2 separate regions of the Drosophila melanogaster genome follow, and region 2 is linked to region 1. Evidence: chromatin contacts called from public Hi-C data. All regions are on one chromosome and are shown on one strand. The core of a region is the stretch at or near the end of the contact, and the rest is flanking DNA. Distances in the headings are between cores, read along the strand shown.

Region 1 (4,333 bases), core at 1,141-3,640:
TTAAGAACTTGCACTGACTTTCTCATTAAAAAGCTTTCACTCAACATATGTTTTTTTGCAAAAGGAAGTTCAGTTTTGAAAGCAATTGTTTATCTTTAAAGCAAAAAAAAAAGAAAAGAATTCTATTTAAAAGTTCCATGCTAATAGATTACAAAATTAGTAAATGAAGTACTTTAGTACTGATCAATTTCTCGGAGCCACAATGAATCTTTAATTCTATTTTAAAACGACGCCAATTTTAATTTATAAACATTTCACGTTCACATATGCTTATGCTTAATAATAGCAGTTTTCTATTAAACATAGCCAAACTGTTCATGAAAACTCTCTTGGGCACTTTTCAGAGATTTGCATTTGAAAAACATTAGCTTTACCATAAATTGTTTAAATATTATAACAGCGCTAAATAAAGACTGACTCACACGTTGTCACATGTAAATGTCGATCAGTCAACTTAGGAAAAGAAAACCAAAAAAAAAACCCAAATATTTTGAAAAACCCAACCATTGGTGGAGATTAAAAACCAATTGGAAAAACTCGGGATTTCCAAGCCAGCCAAAAGAATCGTGCGATGGAGATCCAAGATTATAAAGTTGCAATCCACTTTATCTAAGCGACGCTATCTATTTTTCACACTCGCATATCGACAAACGACGTTGCTTTATAGCTGAGGCTTATCTAATATATAGAAATTCACTGATGGATTTGGAGACACACTCACACACGTATGTACATGTACTGAAGAAAACCTTATGTTCACTGTTTTTTTTTTGCTGTTGATATTACACAACATCGAGCTGTGGACTCACCCTTTTCTGAAACAATCTCTCGAAGAACTTGCCCATGATGATCCCTTGACTTTATCCACTGCGCTGGGGCTTCAATCCTCACGAGGTTCATTAACAATTGTTGAGAGGTATTGGGGACAATGTGGCACCGACGCGAAACAATAGCATAACTGACTAAAACTGACCGATTTTGGTATCTCTCTAAAATACTTCGTTACCACGAATTCGTCGTATTGCTTATCGGTAATAACAGTTTTTTTTTTTTCGTCTTTACTTTTTTTTTTTTGTTTTTTTTTTTGAAACCAATAGCCGACTAGCCAGGTAATCTCTTCGCTAGATTCCGATGAGTAAGTTATTTCCGATCAATTTCCAATTGCCGAAGCTCGCACACTCTCGTTCAGGATAGACCAATCCTCTCCGAGGTGTTTGAAAGTAGTGTTCCATCGAGTTAACATGATTGTTGCACTCGGTGCGTTGTTATTGTTATAATGGTACGCAACACGCTATTATTGGCTATCAGATGATAGATGTTTAGGGAGTGCAATGCATTCGAGTCTTTTGCTTTCAGTTAACAGCGAACAACGTGCACGTGCTCATGAGAGCCACCGTCTGCCAAGACGTACTTGCTCAACTGATTAACTGAGATCCGTGCAAGAGCACCGGGTCCATAGTCCCTCCCATATCCTCACCCAGTGTACATTCTCTTCTTGGAGCAGCCAGTATTGAAGCTTTCCGGAGCAGCGAGACCCACCCATATCTAACCGCCTATATGTAGACTGCCAAAAAACTGATAAGATTATGAGTACGTATATCTAGGTGGCGAGCACATCAGCTGACTAATCGGCACCGTGCCCGGGATACATTTGGAGCGACATTTGGATGGCATGTTTCCCACTTGGGTTGGGTTCACTGTAGTGCAGAGCGTAAGATATATATACGTATATCCATCCAGCCGTTCGTCACCATGATCGTGGTTAAATTCTATCCAAATTCAACATCTTCTCGTCATTTTACGGTCCATAAATTTCGATAAGAGAGATACGGATATCGACGACATCCAGGGGCAGTTCTTTTATCACAAAGCTTTATCACTTTAAAGGCCATATGTAGTGGAGAACGATAGCTTTACACGACCACCTTGTATTTCACAATTTAATTGGCGTATTAAGTCTTAAGTCGTAGGTCTTTGAGATAGTTTTGTAAATTGAATAGTTGGTTTTTTTTTTAAATATTAAAACATAATCTTTTCGCACACACACACACACACACACGATTCTTCAAAACCCATGAAGCTATGCTAATTTGTTGCAGAATGTAAAAATATTCGAATGCCAGAATGTTTTCTTAGTTGAAATATCTGAGCGATGGTCAAACCTACCATTTTTCTGGCGATTAATTTGAGTTTGAAGAGTTGTAGTGCTGAGTCGTTTTGCACCGGAAGTCCTCTGGCCAAACAAACGGGTAAACAAACAGCGAGCTTTGCGGGCGAAATAAAATATATGTATGTACAAGACCGCTTATGGATCACAGATATAATATATATAGACTTTTGTATATATACTATACATATAGATTATTGTACACAGAATCGAAAGGAAAGAGAGACCTTCCACGCGCAAACTGATCTATTGGCAAACTGTCGAAGAATTGTTGATACCGATACCACGAACAAAGTCGCCATTCACATGGGCTAGCCTGGCGGACCTTTCCATGCATGTTCATGTATATTATATATATGTATATATATAAATATATATATGTGTGCATATATACGCCATTATTTATTCCCATAGCCAAACCCATACCGTACCCATATCGCACCCAGGCCGGGGTTTTACCAACATTTAGATACATATTCCTAAATGCGTTCATAGTCAGTGCATTGGCACTCTTTAATAGTTGGTAGTACCATGCTGGGCCATACGATCCTCAGAGCTACTCTCTTAGCTCATTTTTTGTTTATTTTTTAATATAGATTTTGTTTTTTTCGCTCTCGCGAGCGAATAAGCCAGCGGTTTTGTAGAAGAGATAATGTCGATAACAACAATCTTATCGCTCAACATTGAACGCATTGAACGGACTTCACACACGAACACATTACATATCCGTCGGGGCTTACGGACAAGCCTATCTAAAATCGTGCAACTTCCACATTGACTCACTTATCCCAAAAGCGAATGTTCCATGACCGATGAAACTTATAACGGGCTTCGACATGAGTCAATGGTAAACTATTCGCGAATGGTATGAAGACTATACGATAAGAAAAGAAAGGAAGTCAAATATAATAATCCTATCTATGTTGCATTTTTGCATTTTGGTGTAAGCTACCATTACGGAGGAGATATTAAGTAAGTTGTGAATGGCAAACGTATGATATGATAATCAATTACAGAATATGATAATTACATGCACTTTGGAGCCATAGGAAAACCACCCATCAGAAGGCATTCGTGGAGAACAGAGGCCATGATCTTAAGCATAAGCTAGCAATGGAGGATAAGCCAACATGGCGGATGAGTAATATTTTAAACATATCGAATGTTTTCAAGCATCCTCCATATTTGCCCTATTAATACCTCTTAACATAGCTAACTAACAATGTCAGTTTTAAGTTAATTTTCTATTTTTTAATTAACTCTTGATTTTTATAAGAATTTCAATAAAATAAAGAATGTAAATTTTTTATGTTAAAGCTTTGCCAGAGACGGTAACCCATTTAAGCTTTAGCAAAAGCTTTATGGCGTTAGCTTTTAAGCTGATCGAAAATCAACAACGACATTCATTTCCACATTCGGGAAAAAGTTTATCATATAGATTATAGATTATAAATTACACCATTGGGTATAATTTACACTATATTTTCGGGCTTAAAATACTTACTTTTAGTTCTTTCTTGCCCACATATCAAATAAACAAGAAGTAATTATAGGGTATCGCCTAGTCGGCTCTATAGTTGTCTACGAATGCCCAGAAGCAGAGAGTCCATAGCTCAAAGACCTTCATTTACTTTTGAAAATAGCCCCAAGTGCCACTGCTATAATCTAAGTGTTTAGCTGATTAGACCAGTGATTAGGGTAGTATGTAAGCCGATATCAGCTGGATTTGATATTCGAATTTAAGAAAGGCGATAGTACTAATCAGTTAAGGGAAAGCGTTGGCACATTTGGTGTGAAGCAATCTTTGAATGCTTACAGCAGTTCGACATGGTTTGAAGAGGAATGGCCAAATCGATGATATGGCAGCCAAAAATATTAAAATTCAATTTCATTATTAATAATCTGACATGACATGAGTCCATCTAATCTAAGCTGCGAGCGTGCCTAATAGCTACAACTTAGCTTGGACTAATCTGTCATCGGCAAAACGACGGAAATAAGTATAGGCTTCTTTTCAATGGGATACCTATTGTGACAGGGCCACTTGGGAGCCAAAATAGGTTTTATATAAGCGGAAAATGGAACATTATCTTTATCATATGCCAATTTATGTATGTGGCTAATTCAGGCTGGCTAACTTCAGTTCAGTCTAACGTCTGCTCCGAA
Region 2 (4,333 bases), core at 1,140-3,639, 180 kb before region 1:
CCAAGCAGCTGGAGAAATGGTCGACCAAGGAGAACATGCTCAACGAAAAAATCGATGAGTGTACGGAAAAGATTGCCAGCTTGGGCGCCGTGCCGCTAGTTGATCCTTCCTACACACGCATGTCCCTGAAGAACATCTTCAAAGAGCTGGAGAAGGCAAACCAGCACCTGAAGAAGTATAACCATGTGAACAAGAAAGCCCTGGATCAGTTCTTGAGCTTCTCCGAGCAGAAGGAGAAGCTCTATCGCCGCAAAGAGGAGCTCGACATCGGTGACCAGAAGATCCACATGCTAATTCAGTCATTGGAGATGCAAAAAGTGGAGGCCATTCAATTTACGTTCCGACAAGTGGCGCAGAACTTCACCAAGGTGTTTAAGAAGCTGGTGCCCATGGGCGCGGGCTTTCTCATCCTGAAGACCAAGGACAACGAAGGCGACGAAATGGAAAAGGAGGTGGAAAACTCCGATGCTTTCACAGGGATCGGCATTCGGGTTTCGTTCACCGGCGTTGAGGCTGAGATGCGTGAGATGAACCAGTTGTCTGGTGGACAGAAGTCGCTTGTCGCCCTGGCCCTCATTTTCTCCATCCAAAAGTGCGATCCAGCTCCCTTCTACCTATTTGATGAGATAGATCAGGTGAGTCGTCACATTACCTATAATTACGCATTACTTTATTTGATTGACTAATGATCTACTAATGTTTTGTGCAGGCGCTGGATGCAATGCATCGAAAGGCGGTGGCGAACATGATCCATGAGCTCAGCGACACTGCCCAGTTCATTACGACAACGTTCCGGCCGGAATTGCTGGAGAACGCGCACAAGTTCTACGGCGTGCGATTCCGAAATAAGGTCAGTCACATTGATTGTGTGACCAGGGAGGAGGCCAAGGACTTCGTCGAGGACGACAGCACCCACGCCTAGGAAATTGCCCCGCCCAAAACCTCATCCCTCAACCCACCACAACCATCTCTCGCCCCAATTATTAGTTTCGTAGGCGTACGATTTGTTTTCACATTCTTTTAAATCGTATACATATATATATATATAGTTTTCTTTCTAACGATACTTGCTACATTTAATTTTCCTTAACAATGAGAGTTAGTTTTCGGCTAGGCCGTGCTCGTTGCGTGGAACACTTCGAGCCGGCGAACAAAACCGAGAGTATAGAAACTCCAAGCCCAGATCAATATGTAATAAAGCGCATAGAGAAGTAATTTAAACTATATTTAAAACGAAAATATGTATTAAAAAGCTTATGCAAAAGGAAACCGTCTAATCCAATATAATTCCACACTTTTATGTATGTATGATAACAATGCAATAATTGTTTCGAAATAAGAAGTCTGGTTTATTACTCAAAAAATTGTTCAACAACGTGCATCTTATAATTAAATGTTGGTGTCTTAGAGCTTGGCAATCAAGGCTCCAGTCCCTGGTTGCCCGACCAGCTACTCTCAGCTGGCCACAGCGTCCAGTTGCTCCTGGATGGCATTCAGCGCAAAGATGGTGCTAAAGCACATGCCCACGGTGGCCACCTCCAATTGGCTGATGTTGTAGTGCAGCGGCAGTCGCCACAGGACAAAGTGATTCAGCAGAACAAGCAGGGCCAGGCCAAGTGACCACCAGTGCTCGTCGACGATGGCGATGCGCCAAAGACAGTGGACATTCCACAGAACACAGAGGCCCAATTGCGCGGCATCCAGTTTTATGAATGTGGCACCCAGTGGACTGCGACTGTTGCCGAACCACAAGCTGGTGACTGCAAGTGCCAGTACAGCGCTCCACAGTCCAAAGGCCAGACGCTCCCAGTCGGCGCCGAAGAAGTCACCCATTCGGGTGGCCGGATTTACGGTCTGCAGCTCGCCCACCACCAGGGTGACAAATAGGACGCAGGAGTAACGTCTCGACTTGTCGCACAGCAGACGCTGCACTGCGCCCGGATTGGGATGCGTGTGCCGCAGCAGGCAGAGCAGGCTGTGGCCAAAGTAGATCCCAAAGGCGGCCATCGCCTTGCTGCCGGTGCTCCGTTTCAGACCCCAGCCGGAGATCACGGCCAGGACGAAGTGGATCAGGCACAGGGCTAGCAGGGAGGTGCCACCACTGGACCCCGGCAAGGGACCATGATTCGGAGGAGGACTTCTGTTGGACACCATTGTTTTGACTTGAGAGCGATCACGCCGGTTGCCGGTGATTCCACCTCAAGGTGGCAAATCTTCCGTCCAGTTTGCGGACGGGCGACTTGATTCCTCGACCAAGTTTGTTGCCGATGTAACGGCGGATAAATGATCTTTAGTTAAACTTTATTAAATATTTGTTGCATCAAAACAATAACAAGATTTACGTCAATATTAAATCAGTATCGTATTTCGACATAAGCGTGGATTTTTTAGGTGGTTTCTTTCATCGATAGCGTAAATTCCTCGATAATATAACGGATTCGGTATAAGTGTGGACACAGCCTTGAAATATGCCTTTTTGAATTTGACTGTTCATCCGGATAAATATGCCTCTTGTAAAAGCATACTTGTAATAGGTCGAGTTCTACATAAGGAGAATACAAAAGTTTACAACAGATAGTTGATCAAACATTTCATTTTTATTTAATCAACTAGCATTCACGTGGACAAAAACGTATACAGATGTTATTTTTATATACTAGTGGATTATATAGTAAAATACTTAAGTTTTTAAGATTGTATAATTTCTAATAAGAAAAAATATTCTTATGGGCTTATTTTGATGTCAATGCAGCAAAATGTATGCTATGGTTTTTGAAAAGGGAAGTAATTTTCAGTTAACAATATAACCGTGCATTTTTTCTTATTATTTACGAACCTAAGAAGTCGTGTTTTATTGCATCGAATTAAATTACAATATTATAAGTTTTTAGGTTTAAATTACTGATTTGTTAAAAATTTCAATCCGATTTGAATAAAACTGCTAGTTGCTTTTTGTTCCATCCCTATTATATTATATCCAACTGAGAGTTTTCATATTTCCATACACCGCGAAACGGTCACACCGCACCGCATTCAGTCCAATCGGAATCGCTCCTCGATAAGCCCAGACAAATCACGCCTCTATCGATTTCTTATAAGAAAGGAAAACGAACGAGCGTGTTATCGAGTGCAACATTTGCGATTTGCCCTGCTGCGCGCGTGCACTTTTTATTAATCTCCCGTATAAATCAGATATCCGTGTGCATTTCGAACGCGCTCCGTCAACACACACACAAAAATTAAGTAAAAAGTTTAACACGAATTGCGAATAGCGAAAAAACAAAAGCTTAAACCGTCGAGTGTGAAAATTTCGAGCTAAAAGCAAAACGAAGTTAAGGTAAATTGCAAGCAGTCACTGTTTTTTTTCTCGTGCTATTTTCTACTTCTCATCCTCCTCCATCATCCTGCCCCCTGAACCCCTCCCCCAACATCCTCGACCGCCCCGCCCCCATACAATTGTGCAACACACGCACGCACACAGACGCAAATGGGAGGCTTGGAGCAGTTTCAAACCACCAACAAACACACGCACACATGCCCAGCCACACGCGCGCATATACATATACCGATATACATATGCATACATACAGCTGTATGTGTACATATTCCAATAAGAACGGGCCAAGACGTGAAATGTTTTTTTTTGTTGTGTGTGCATACATACATTAATTGCATTAAACGGGCAAAAAAAATACAAAATATGAAATAAAAAGGAGGAAAAAAAAGCGCAATGTCAATGTCCGCCCATGCCCGTTTCAATTAATTTTCCTGTCGATTTTTGGGCCCGAAAAAAAAGAAGGAAAAACAACAGCGAAAATACGCGAGTGCAACGGGTAAAATAACATGATACACACAGCACATGTGTGTGTGTGGGTGTACATTATATATGTATACATAGGCAACATTTTTTCTCTTATTAGTCATCTTTGGTGTGTGTGATGAAAAGCGATGAAATTTCAGCTGAAGCTGTACGTACATACATCCCCAACAAACAAATTTTTTTCGTGTGCAAAAAACAGCAAGAACAAGTGAAACAAGAATAATTATAACCGAAAAAGGCTGCCAAAGGCAACTGATGGAATGGAAATATCAGTAAAATTCAACAAGAAAACTTTCGTGTGTGCCTATGTGTGTGTGTGTGTGCAAACAAGAGATTTTCTCGAAGAGAGCCGCACGTAAATTACGGCTCTCCTCGTCCTGCGTCTGTGTGCTAGTGTGTGTGAGTGGCAGGACACCAAAAGCTACGAAATTTTCATGCTGTAGCAGCAGCACATAACGGTTCTTCCTTCGCTTTTCTCAATGTGTGTGTGTGTGTGTATGTGTATGTTTCTGT

The links. A called contact is a pair of places that touch in the nucleus more often than the background predicts.
Region 2: a Hi-C map of the Kc167 cell line shows a contact between it and region 1, with 5 times the contacts expected there. The contact joins the promoter of CG13014 here to the promoter of CG4301 in region 1. A contact is called at or near these places in 6 of 107 Hi-C or Micro-C datasets (the Kc167 cell line, cellular blastoderm embryo and embryo).

Annotation. Positions count from the first base shown.
Region 1 is chrX:16,403,566-16,407,898 of dm6, reverse strand. It overlaps CG4301, which reads right to left and starts at 2,390. Exons shown (of 9, transcript NM_001258783.2): 1 at 2,167-2,390. The coding sequence starts at 2,169. CG9981 reads left to right here and starts at 2,777. Exons shown (of 9, transcript NM_001272682.2): 1 at 2,777-3,110; 2 at 3,184-3,402.
Region 2 is chrX:16,585,929-16,590,261 of dm6, reverse strand. CG13014 reads right to left here and starts at 2,389. Exons shown (of 1, transcript NM_132906.3): 1 at 1,332-2,389. The coding sequence starts at 2,154. The coding sequence ends at 1,456. CanA-14F (Calcineurin A at 14F) reads left to right here and starts at 3,597. Exons shown (of 2, transcript NM_001258788.2): 1 at 3,597-3,968. SMC3 (Structural maintenance of chromosomes 3) reads left to right here. Exons shown (of 5, transcript NM_078650.3): 4 at 1-635; 5 at 710-1,266. The coding sequence ends at 922.